Regions from separate parts of the Cricetulus griseus genome. Here region 1 is linked to region 2. Evidence: chromatin contacts called from public Hi-C data. All regions are on one chromosome and are shown on one strand. The core of a region is the stretch at or near the end of the contact, and the rest is flanking DNA. Distances in the headings are between cores, read along the strand shown. Region 1 overlaps Mark2 (serine/threonine-protein kinase MARK2). Region 2 holds the start of Mark2 (serine/threonine-protein kinase MARK2).

Region 1 (6,017 bases), core at 2,701-5,200, 62 kb before region 2:
CCCCCACAAACATGGAAGAAAAAAACTGAGAAGGGCCTGGAAGGGGACAAGTGCCAGCAAGGGAGACACACCAATTCATCCTGCAGTTTCTCCCGGGGGGATGCAGGGTTGGCGCAAGAAGCCAAGTCCACTGGTGGGTCTCTGCTGCCCCCCTCCTGACAGCCTGTTAAAGCTTCAGCTCGTTGGCTATTTTGGAGGCAATGTTTTTGAAGGCCATGGAAGTGCCCGATATCCGCTTAAATCGAACACCATTGAGAGACAACCGAGGCAGTTTGCACACCTCCATCTCCCACTGCACAAAGTTCTCGTGGCCTGGGGTGCCATGCATGCACAGCAGCATGTATCGCTCGTGCAGCTCGCTTTGGCAGCTGTTGGCGTCCAGCACCTTGCGGATCTCCCGCATCATCTCGTTGGGCTCCATAGAGCTCGTGGTCTTCATGCTCCAGGTGAAGCGCAGGGAACGAGGCTTGGCCTCCCGAAACTCTTCCTTTTCCTTGTCATTGCCTCCACTGCCGACCACGTGAGGTCTGTGGAGAGGTAGAGGGGGGTAAGACGGGGGCTGAGACTTCCTACCCATCAAAGAACCACCCTGGCAGACAGACCCTGAGGCCAGAGAGGAAAGCAGGAAGCAGTGCAGCAACAGCTGGAAGAGGGAGCAGCTAGTCCCTTGTCCCGGACAGACGGACGGATGGCACATGGGACACGGGAGGCCTCTGGCTCTTGTCTCTCAGGATGGAGGGTGAGAAGAGGCCAGTTGGGGTAGGATGACAGTTCCATGCTGTTAACTGGTTCTTTTCTTGGGGATCAGGCAGGAAACAAGTGCACTGAGCAGCACCAAGCAGACTGTCCTCCGTGAGGATGATGAGGCTGAGCAGCAAGGCCAGGAGGGTGGGAACCTGAGCGCCCTGCCCTGCCAGGGCTCTGGCTCCATAATGCACCAGGACCTGAGGCAGGGCCCAGAACTGCTGCAGGTAGGCGTGGGAAAGGGAAATCTCTGAGGAAAGGGAGCTCCCAAGAGGGAAGCAGGGCAGAATTGCCAGAGAAAGAGCCAGTGGCAGGAGGAAGAGAGGAGCAGGAAGCTGTGGCAAGCCCGGTGGCCTGGGCAGGGCCAGTAGTGCTGGCTCCAGCCCTCTCACCTGAGCGTCTCCACTCGGTCTTTGCTTTCAGGTTCATTCAGGTTCCTCAAAAAACAGAGCGAGGGAGAGTTTAGTCTGGGATCTCTCGCTCCTTCCACCCTGCAGACCCAGGTGAGGTTGGGTCTAGGGACATGCCACCAGTGGGTGGGCAGGACCCAAACCCAAAAGCTACTTGCCAGTCATCTACAGGCCAACAAGGCTTGGCAGTGCCTCACACTGGCAGCTTGACTGCCCCTTTCTGACAGGGAGCCCCAGCAGGGGGCTGTCCCTCCCCACATTCCCAGAGATCTGTGCTGGTGGAAGGAGCCTCAGCTCTGGGGGAGGAGGGTGTGGCTGTACAGGCACATGTACCCAGCACACAGCCCAGTGCCAGCAGCTTCCCTTCCAGCCCACAGCCAGGCTCAAGATCACTACTGGAATGGGGGCTGGGAACAATTTTTGTGCCAATAACCAAGGTGTCAGAATGAAGATGGGGTAAAGGCCATTCTGTCTCTGTCTTGGAAGAGAGACTGTGAAAGCCTCTTGGAGCCTTCACTGTGTCAAAACCTGAAGTTGTTAGGTAGACACCTGGGGTAGATGTCTGTGGCCCAGTGGGCAAGGCCACTGTGCTGCTACCTCCCCCATTGCTGGCTGCCAAGGCTGGCTGCTCACACAAGGCAAGGGCTGGGCAGGGCCCTGGGGAGGTGAGAAAGAGGTCTGGCCCCGCTGAGCGGCTTCTCCAGCTCCTGCCAGGAAGATGAGTGCCCGGAGCTGGGATTCTGGGGGCTGCAGGGGAGAGGAGGGACAAGAAGGAGGAGAGAGCAGCAGCAGCACATGTAAAAGGAGCAAGAAGACACAAGACACAGATGCCACGGAGCACACTGTGAGCAGGGCCCGCGTGTGCAAAGGATGGGGCTCCAGCTGCTCTCTCCAGGCCCCTATGGGGCAGGCCCTGCCAGCCATGCAGTGAGCTGGGGTGGGGTGGGTGGGTAGGGATGTCTCAAGATCCCATCTGGCCCATCTATCCCTCATCTGGGGAGCCAAGGCACCTGCCAAGCAAATCCAGAGCTCCCAATCTGGCCCTCAGTCTGCAGCTCAGTACCTGGCGTACCTAGGCCTGCAGAGGACATGGCCAGGCTGAACAAGCCAGGCTCTGTCCCAGGAAGGGAGATGCAGGAGCAGGGTGTGGACCTCCTGCTGTTCCACCAGGGCCTGGCGGCAGAATGACCCCTGCCTGAGAATATCCAGCTCTTGGCTCTTTGGCAGGCTCAGGCGACATCTGGAGGAAACAGCCCAGAGGAGAGCAGCGTAAGCGCCCAGATGCTGTGCCAGGGTGGGCTGGGTCAGTTCTGCAGAACCCACCAGAAGGGGGCGCTGTACTACATCTATGAGGCAAAGGCTTTTGGGGCCTGGAGGAGTCAGGCTAGCCAAGGGACCCTAATGTCCCTATAGTACCTCCAAAGTCCTGTCATGCCACAGTACAGGGGAAATAAGTCACAGCCCTGAGGTTCAGCAAGCCCAGGACACCCCCAAATGAGACATCATTCCAGATGCGCCTCAAACCCGTGGAGGTTACTTGTAGCACATGCACACAACAGGGGAAAGGGCGAGAAAGGGAGCCCAATGTGACCCAAACCTGGTTGGGTATCAGGAGACAATCTTAAAGGGAGAATCCTGAGGTCTCTTCTCTTCTGAGGGCATGTGCCTGCTGACCAAGGGAGGCCCTCACTTTCAAAGCCATTTCCTCTGAGGGACCCAAAATATCCTCTCGGGAGAACATGTATTCCAAGTCCTGCCAGTGTGAAGGGGCAGGAAGGTCAGCTTAGGGCTGAGACCCCTCCAGAGAAGTCTTCATCCCTTTAAGATAGCAGACAGGAAGTCCACATATACAGGGTCAGCAGAAAGACAGGAAGCATCAGCCAACAGGGGAGTTAGTGACGGAGGCAGGACAAAGACCCAGAAAGACAGACAGACAGACAGACACACACACACAGAGGGCTCAACGCCTACCTTCTGGCAAACCTGAAAGACAGATTTCTAAAAAAAAACAAACAAAAAAGACAAAATAAAAAAAGAAATAAAAAAAACCCCAATCAAACAAACAAACAAAAAACAAAAAACCAACAAGACGGCATGTGGGTGAGCAGGTGGGAGTGGGCTTTTCAGGTTCAGAAGAGCCGCTCAGCGAGACTAGAGGCCTGGACTTGGTCTGTTCGCCCCTGCAGCCTCCCCTGTGTCTGGCGGCTTGGATGGGTGAAGGACAAGCAGCAGGGATGGGCGGGCTGGCTCTCAAGAAGCCCCACCTGGTTCTGAACAGTTTAGCCTCCAGGGTTGAACAGGGACAGAGTACCCCAGGAGATCCGATGGCTGAGCCATCTCAGGCCACTCATCTCTGTGATGGGGGCTCAGGCTAGAGAAGCCTCATGAAGACATCTCCCAACTGGGTCTAGGCCAGGAAGGCACTGGAACCCTGGCACTGCAAGAGAGGCTCCTGCAGCCCTCAGCAGCTATTTCATTTATGGGCTTTGCACTGGGAAGCCCTGGGGCAGAAGAACATAGCTAGAGCCAGACACAATCTACCTAAGGGTGGGTAAACAGGGGAAGGAGGTCAAAGGGGGCAAGAATAGACTAGGAAAATCTTTCAACCCAGCCTGGCTCATGCCTCATGACTTTGCAGCTGCGTCACCAAATATAAGTTTCCATGGGAACCCAGGAGAGAAGAGGGGGGCTTTTATTTTAGCATCTGAGTTCACACTCCCCTAGAGAGGAGGCGGCATCGCCCATCTGCTTGGGGCCATCAAATGAGGGGTGCCTGAGATGCGCTGGGGAAAGGCCTAAGAGGATGAGTCTAGGTGCCTGAGATGCTGAGAACAACCCTATTTCTCAGTCCTGCTGAGGCACCAGCCCCAGCTCTGTTGTCCCCACCCCACCCCCATCCCCATTTAAGTGGGAAGGCCTGGCTCCAGCCCCTCTCACCTGCGGACAAACTTGGAGGTGAACTTGCTGAAGATGCTTCCAGAGGCCCCCCGCCTGCCCTGGCTGTGGCCAGAGGGAGAGGCTGGGGTCACACCGTAGGGCAGGTTCTGCTGGTCCCGCACCTGCCGGAGCTGCCCAGCATGGAAGGTGCTTCGACTGGACACACCCCGGGGGAAATTAGTTCGGTCTGGGGCTCCACCACTGCTGCTGATGTTGTGGGCGGAGGGGGAGGCGACAGGGACACGCTGGGGGGCTGTGCTATGGGAAAGAGGTAGGGGCAAAGGCACACGTCAGGTACAGGGAGCTACCAGTACTGAGCACATGCAGGCCCTGGGATGGGGTTGGGAATGCTAGGGCAAAGCAGCCATCACGCACGGAGGACACAGAAGGGAGGGACTGACCACTGAGGACAGTAGTGAGATGGTCTGGGGAGGGGAGACAAGGAGGACCCATGTACGTAAGCAGCACAGGCTGGAAAGAGTTGGCCCTGGACCTGCAAGGGGACAAGGAGAACCCTCAAGAGCTGAGTGTCCCTAAGGAAAGCTATGAAGGTTCAGAGGAGAACAAAACATCTTCCCTCTGGAGCTTCAGGACAGCTTCCTGCACTCCTGTTCTGAGGGGGCTAGAGGGAAAAGGGCATTATTATCATTTGTGTCCTCTTATTTTCTGGTTGTAGGCAACAGAGCTATTTCTTGTAGCTAAGATGATAAAAATGAAGCAGGTCCTCTAGGTAGGAAGATACTGTAGGGCAGGGGTGGGACAGGCCAGGGGACAAGTGCATTAGCTACCCCAGCACACTTGCCTGGGCCGAGGCACCTCACAGTTACTCTCCGTGGGGGGCAACCCAGAGGCCTTGTTGGGGTGTACGGAGGCAGACATGGATTTCTGGTGCTGGCGGGGCCGGGCCGCAGAGACTGCGGCAGAAGCAGAAGCCGTGGAGGCCCGGGACCCTGGCATGGTTAGGCTAGGAGACAAAAGCAGCGGAAAGGCCCGGATTAAGGGTGAGGTAAGAGTCTGGGTTAGGAAGCAAGGGCAGGGCCAGGGTCAGAGCTGTAGCCTCAGCAGATGCAGGTCAGGCCCCGGGAGCGGCTCCAGGCCAGTGAGAGCTAAGGACAAGCCATTGGAAGTGGAGGGCAAGGTCAGTAAGCAGCCAGGGAGGCCACAGCCTAGGAAGAGAAAACCAAAAATGAGGGAAAGCTGACAGGAAGCCACACTGGTCTCCCAGGAAATGTGAGAACAAGGATTTTCCCTTTATACAAAGGACAGGATGTTACTGAGGAGAAAACTTTCATTAAGCTCAAAAGAGATGGAACCAGTAATGTAACACACTAAGCAAGGTGGCAGGCAAGGTGGGGAACTCTGCTTCTGAGGCCACAATAAAACCCTCACTGGGGAGTCCCCCCATTGGTACTCTGGGCTCTGTCTTCTGACGGGGCCCCAAACACAAAGCCGTATGGTACCTAGACAGATGGACAATTCTGGACTTGGTGTGGTCAAGAAGCAGGATGACTGATGCTCACTGGTACCCTATGCTTGGCAAATGTCAAGGAGCAGAGGACAGGAGGAAGGATGGCAATGGTGCGGGAGGGTGGATGGCTAGACTGGACAGGGCCAGGACGGGACTCCAGGGACATCACTCTGGAGAGGCAGAAGATGATGCCACTGACAGGTGTCACTGCCCACTGTGAGAAATGGCCGCAAGAGCAAGGCACGCAGTCCAGGTACTCACCTGTCTTTACCATTCTGGATAGAGGACTGGCCAAGGCTAGCCCTGTCCAAAAGTGGGGAGTTCCTGCTTCGGTTTGTGCTGGTGGAGAGGACGCTGTTCTGTGAGGAAGGGAGGGCAAGAACTGTCTCACAGGAGCCAGGGATGTTCCCCAGGGCCACTGAAGGCCCCTGTCCCAAGCTGCTCTGTAGCCTACTTTC
Region 2 (6,017 bases), core at 1,981-4,480:
ACCCCAAAACTACTAGCTCCAGGTCAGAATCCTGCAAAAGAAAGCCATCTAGGGTGAAAATGCACATCTAAAATCAGGTGTCACCAAAATCATCAAGACAGAGCTTGGCTTTCTTTTATCTCCTACTTCCACTGTTAGAAGCAGAGTTGACAGCAAACAGGCAATCTCCTACAACATAAGGTTTATTTTTATGCTTCAACATGTTCTGTGTATGCGTTTCAGATGTGATCAAAGAGCTGCTGGAAACAGCTTATCAACCACAATTTTAAAGAAGGAGAAACGGCAGAAAAAGAGATTGGAAATGTCTGCTGGAGTTTACCTGTTCTTTGGTAAAACCAGTTAAATAATTTAAATCTAAATAAGGTGACAGTGGAGAGGGATCTGCCCAACCAATTCCTTGCTTTTAATTTTCTAACTGAGGCTACTACAATGGTTGAGCTTCCACAATGGTTTTACCATTTGCAATGGGACTAAGGGGGCAGGCAGGGTCTACACTACAGAAGTTGGATGCTTGAGGAGCTGTCTCTTGCCCTTTTTCTTTTTCTAAAGAATACAGGGTTGGGCTGGGGGGGGGGTGTCACTTAGCATAGAGCACTTGTCTATCAAGAGCATAGCCCTGATCCAATCCCCATGAGCATTAGAAACAAAAAGAAACAGCCAGGCACCTGTAATAGGTGCGCATTTAGCTCTTTTCCTCAGAGTTGACAGTTTGAATGGAGAACCAGGAACTGGCTCAATACAGCTAAGTTCATGAAGAATGGAGCCAAAGAGGAGCAGGGTGACAATGCAGCCTATGCTCTGGACTAAGTTATTACAGAGTGGCTCAGGTGCCAACTGGTCACTGAGTATCACTCTCCTGTAATCAGTGTACATGCACCAAATCACAACTATATGATCCAAAAGTATGTGAAACTCATCTGAACACACATCACAAGAAAAAGAGCAAGTAACCAATTACATTAGTAAACCGCACTGAGGCCATTCTCTCGGCCCAGCACAATGCCCCACAGCCTCTACCTCTCTGGGGAACAGGCAGGCCAACACATCCCCAAATGCCCAAATCCCCAAAGACCCTGCCTCCTCCTTGCTCATACTCAACCATCTGGGAAAGTTCTCCAGTTAGGCAAGGCCTACCTACTAAAACAAAGGTAAGAGGAAAAGGGATGTACAGAGCAACCTCAAAAGAGCCTAGACAAAGTGTTTCCCAGAAGAGATGCAACTGGCAAGCAAGGGACTGTAACACAGACCAAGCTCCTCAATTTCCGGAGACATGTATCCGAGGCAGGAAAAGCTGCAAAGCCCAGTGATGAAATAAATAATCAACCACCCCTCCCTCTCAACCCCTACTTTGCCCCAAAAGCAAACAGTCCATAGGTAGTATGGATCTACCATGACAACAGAAAACTCAGTTCTGATGCCTTTTTAGCTCCTAAGTGCCCAGGTAACAGTCAGCAAGAAGATAACAAGGCAAAAAGTACAGTAAAGAGTAAAAGAAGTCTTTTCAAAGAAAGAAGTCAATGCTAAGCAAATACAGCAGCAGCTCTAACCTACCTGGCTAAAAAAACCAAAAACCAGGGAACAAGAGGGAAACACAAAGGGGGCTGGAGGCAAAGTATGCTCCTTTTTTCACACAAATTTGTGTTTACTAAAATTCACTCACAAACGTATGACAGGAAGGGGACTGTCCAAAAAGCAGGCAGCAAGGGACACGGGTGACAGTCAAACAAAGGAGAGAAGTAGAAAGTGGACACCTTGGCTCAGAAGTGAAAGAATGACACAGAAAAGGAAAACGCTTGGGAGACAAATAGCAGTGATTGCCAGGATGAAAGGGAAAGCATAGGGCCCAGTGACTGACCTGCAGCAGAAGCAGCTAGCGTGCACCCTGGGAATGGCAAGGACTGGCCAAAAGAGGGAATGAACAGAGCATAAGAGGTATAAATAAACAGTGAAGAGGGTAGGAGACCCACGCGGACACGAAAAGTAGCACTGATTAAGAGGCATATAGTAAGAAAGATGGGGGGAGGTTGAGCAACAGGAAGTAGCAAACAAGGAGGAAGATACTAGGATACTATGAGAAGTGACAGGCACCGGTGTGGAGACAAGCAGTATCCTAATTTGTGTTGCAGTGTAAGTAGGCAGTAACGCAGGGACTGATGCAGCTGATGCAGTCTGGGAAAGACTGAGCAACAGGTTATGTTAATCCAGCCACGTTGAAACAGTGTCTTTCCCATAATGGAGGGACAGCCCAGGGATAATCTGAAAGACCATTTGGACAGGAGGCCCAGGAACTTAAATGTCAAATCCCAATGGGGGCAAGAAACAGGACCGATCCAAAGACTCTGAAGGGAGCGGTGACTGGAACCCCAAAGGCAACCTGTGGGAAAACTATGCGCATGACAGCTGTATGGGAAACACGGAAGCGACACATGCCAGTGCCAGGAGCCAGGGAGCTCCTGCCGAAAAGAAGGGAAAGTGATGAGCAAAGAGTAGGCGAACAATTTGGAAAGGTGACGAGGGTGGAGCTGGTGGGTTGCAAGCAACAGGGAGAGCCCAATTTGGAACAGGAAAGGAGGATAGAAAAAGCTGGGGAAGTGAAAGGAGACAGGGACAGAGAACACACTCGGGGTAAAGACCCTTAAGGGAGAAAACCGAGGGACTGGGGAAGCCGGTGCGGGCAGAGGGGAAAGAAGGCTAGAGAGACGAGGAAGAGGTGGGCAACAACCCGCCGCAAATCGCGGGGTGTTATTCGAGGAGCAGGAAGGTGGCTGCTTTAAGCGTGGGTGGAGGAAGACCAGAAAGGCCCCTGAGAGAAAAGGGAAGAGAAGGGGAAGCTAGGGAGATAGCACGGAAGAACGCAGGAGGGTAGTGAGAGACAAGGGGCGTTTTGGCAGAAGAGTGTGTAGCTCAGTCAGGACAAGGTGGGGTCCCAGGTCAGGACTAGGAAGAGAGATGTGCGGGACTAGAGCCCGGGGCCAGATGACAGGACAGCCGAGGCTTGCAGAAGACAGTAAGAGCACGAGGAGAGCAGAGGGAGGAGGCTCCGCAAGGTGCAGGGGCCCAGCCACAGAATTGGGGGAGCCCTAAGGGCTCCTTACCTGCTCCGTGTCCCTTTCGTTCAGCGTGGGTAGGGGGGTCCGAGCGCTGGACATGGCGCCGGTACCTCAGGGGAGGGAACCGAGAAGCTTGGAGGAAGGGAGGAAAAGGAAGGCTTGGAGACCGGCCGGGCGGGGCTTCTCACAGCAGGAGCACCCGCTGCATGGGCCCCGGCCGGGGGTGCGGGGAGGCCGGGCGATCACTCACGCCAGCCCGGGGATGCGCCGCTCGGGCTAGGCCTCGCCGGCTCCGAGCAGCTCTGGACCGCACCCCCCCGACCCCCGGCTGGGCTGTGCCGCCTTTCGGCCCGGCCGCGCCGCTCCGCCTACTCTCTGCCGCCGCAGCCGGCCGCCTGCCTCGCTCCTCCCCTGCCCTCAGCCGCACTGCTCCGCGCCCGGCACACAGGCAGCCGCCGCCGGACCTGCTGCTCCCAACATGGCCGCCACCACCGCCAGCTCTCGGCTCTTTCCGCCGGCAGGAGCCGGAAACATCCGAAACAACTAGGAACGGGAGGGGGACGAGCCTTCTCCTCTCGGCCCAGACTATGGGTGAATTCCGGAAACTACCGAAGAAGGTAATCCCCGGGGACGCGCGCACCTCCTCGATTCCGAAGATCAAGCTTCGGCTCTGTTTACGGAAATCCACGAAGAGACTCTCCGTACCTCCAGAGCCAACCAACAGCCACGCCTACCGGCTTTTCTCCGCCCACTTGGAGCTGGCATTCGGTAGTTTCCGGAAACACCCGAAGAGTCTCCGCGTGTGCTAAACGGGCCACGCCCCCGTTCCGTCGCTTAGCGCTTAGCGGAGGGCTGTAGTCAGCCATTTCCGGCAACACCCGAAACCTACCTTCGTTTCTTTCCGTCAGTTTTCGTTTATTTTCAAACCGTGAACAGGTGTGTGTCACCTGTACGTGTACCTGTTGTTTGACTTCTTAGAAAATACAATTATGAGCTGTTCCTGTGATTGGTATTTTTTTGTTCCTAACGCAACATCCCATCAGCATGTTTGTCCCTTAGCGCTTAAAATTTACCTTATCATTCAACCTTCCTATCAACATGTGTCAACTGCCAAATGTGTCACCCTATTACCTATCTCCTGCTTGGCACATCCGCCATCTTCCGACTATCTTGGCTTTGAGATATGCACCAGACAACCTCAAATTCAGTCCCTTTATTGTTCCAAAAGGCCTGGGACAGGCACCTGGTCAGGGTCCTTGAAACTTGACAATGGACAGGCTCATAGACATGCACCTTTAGGATACAGCTCTGTCCTGAGAAGATGCTTATGTGTGTGATCTTGGGGATGTGGGATCACATAACTAGGGCAGGCTAAATGGCTCAATGGACCTGAGTTTGATCCTGGGGACCAACAGAGTGAACAGAGTGAACCAAGTCTAAAACATTGTCCTCTGGCTTCCATGGGCATGCTACCCTATACACTAAATAAAAATGTAACTAAAATAGATTTGTATGAGTTGGAGAGATGGTTCAGAAGTCAAGAGGGAGCACTGGTTCCTCTCCCAGAGGACTGACATTCATGTTCCCAGCACCCCATATAGTGGCTAACAACTGCTCATAACTCCAGTCCCAGGTAGTATGATACCTTCTTATGACCTCCACTAGACATACAATTGCACAGACCTACATATAGGCAAACATGCATACTCATAAAAGTTTTTAAAAATTGAAAAAAGGAAGAAAACATAACAGGCTGGAGAGATGGTTCATCAATTAAGAAAACTCACTTTTTCCCCCGGAGGACCTGGATCGGGCCCCAGATCCCTACAGGTGGTTTACTACCTCTTGTAAACTACAGTTCCAGAAGATCTGATGCCCTCTGACCTCTGTCATCACCTGTAGCAAGTGGTATACATAAGCCTGTAAAGGCACACATATATACACACAAATAAATTTTGTTTTGTTTTTCAAGACAGGGTTTCTCTGTGTAATTTTGGAGCCTGTCCTGGAACTTTATCTGTAGACCAGGCTGGCCTTGAATTCACAGAGATTCACCTACCTCTGCCTCCTGAGAGCTGGGATTAAAGCTATGTGCCACCACTGCCCAGCCAAATAAATATTTTTTTTAAATCATATAACTATTTTTTACTGTTGGTTTTGATTTTGTGACATGGTTTCACTATGTAGACCAGGTTGGCCAAGAACTCAGAGATCTATCTGCTTCTGCTTCCCAAGTGCTGGGATTAAAGGTGAATACCACTATGGCAAGCCAAGTTTTTTTTATTTTTTGAAACAGGTATAGTATAGCCCAGACTGCTCTCAATATGCAACCAAGGGTGGCATTGAACTCCTGATCCTCCTGTCTCCATCCTCTAAATATTTGTATCCCTGGCCTTAAATTACCTTTTTAAATATTCTACAAGGCAAGTCAAGAGAGACCATTTCATTTTCATTTTCAATATCCCTTCTAAGACAAAGAAACTCGTGGTAAAAGAATAGGCACTCCTTTAATCCCAGCACTCGGGAGGCAGACGCAGGCAGATCTCTGTGAGTTCGAGACCAGCCTGGTCTACAAGAGCTAGTTCCAGGACAGCCTCCAAAGTCACAGAGAAACCCTGTCTCAAAACACACACACACACACACACACACACACACACACACACACACACACACACACACAAAGAATAGGCACTCATGAAAATAAGGATCCTTAGGGTTGTAGGATAGTGGGAGAGTGCCATTTAACACCCAAAGCATGCAGGAGGCTCTGGAAACAATCCCTAGCATCAAAAAGAAAAGACAGACAAGCAAAACTCAAGTTGAGTATGGTGGTCTGCCCTCTAATCCTGACACTAAAAAACAAAGGCAGAAGAATACATGTTTGAGGCCAACCTGTTCTATATGATGAGTTCCAGGACAGGTAGGGCTACACAGTAAACCCTTGTCTCAAAAACAAAATAAACTAGG

The links. Hi-C and Micro-C count contacts between places; a contact is called where the count stands out from the background.
Region 1: a contact with region 2 is called in a Hi-C map of the CHK-Q cell line, with 5 times the contacts expected there. The contact joins the enhancer-like site here to the promoter of Mark2 in region 2. A contact is called at or near these places in 5 of 8 Hi-C or Micro-C datasets (the CHK-Q cell line, the CHO-K1 cell line, fibroblasts and 1 more).

The regions. Positions count from the first base shown.
Region 1 is chr3:52,179,659-52,185,675 of CriGri-PICRH-1.0, reverse strand. It overlaps Mark2 (serine/threonine-protein kinase MARK2), which reads right to left. Exons shown (of 17, transcript XM_027408409.2): 14 at 5,821-5,918; 15 at 4,092-4,349; 16 at 3,126-3,152; 17 at 1-527. The coding sequence ends at 167. Among named protein-coding and RNA genes, the nearest start is that of Rcor2, 11 kb to the left of the region's middle. Within about 2 kb of position 3,950, at least 1 of the 6 cell types and tissues checked has open chromatin away from gene starts, as enhancers often do.
Region 2 is chr3:52,116,988-52,123,004 of CriGri-PICRH-1.0, reverse strand. Mark2 (serine/threonine-protein kinase MARK2) reads right to left here and starts at 3,230. Exons shown (of 17, transcript XM_027408409.2): 1 at 3,096-3,230. The coding sequence starts at 3,149. All of the region lies in intron 5 of Spindoc (spindlin interactor and repressor of chromatin-binding protein), which reads right to left.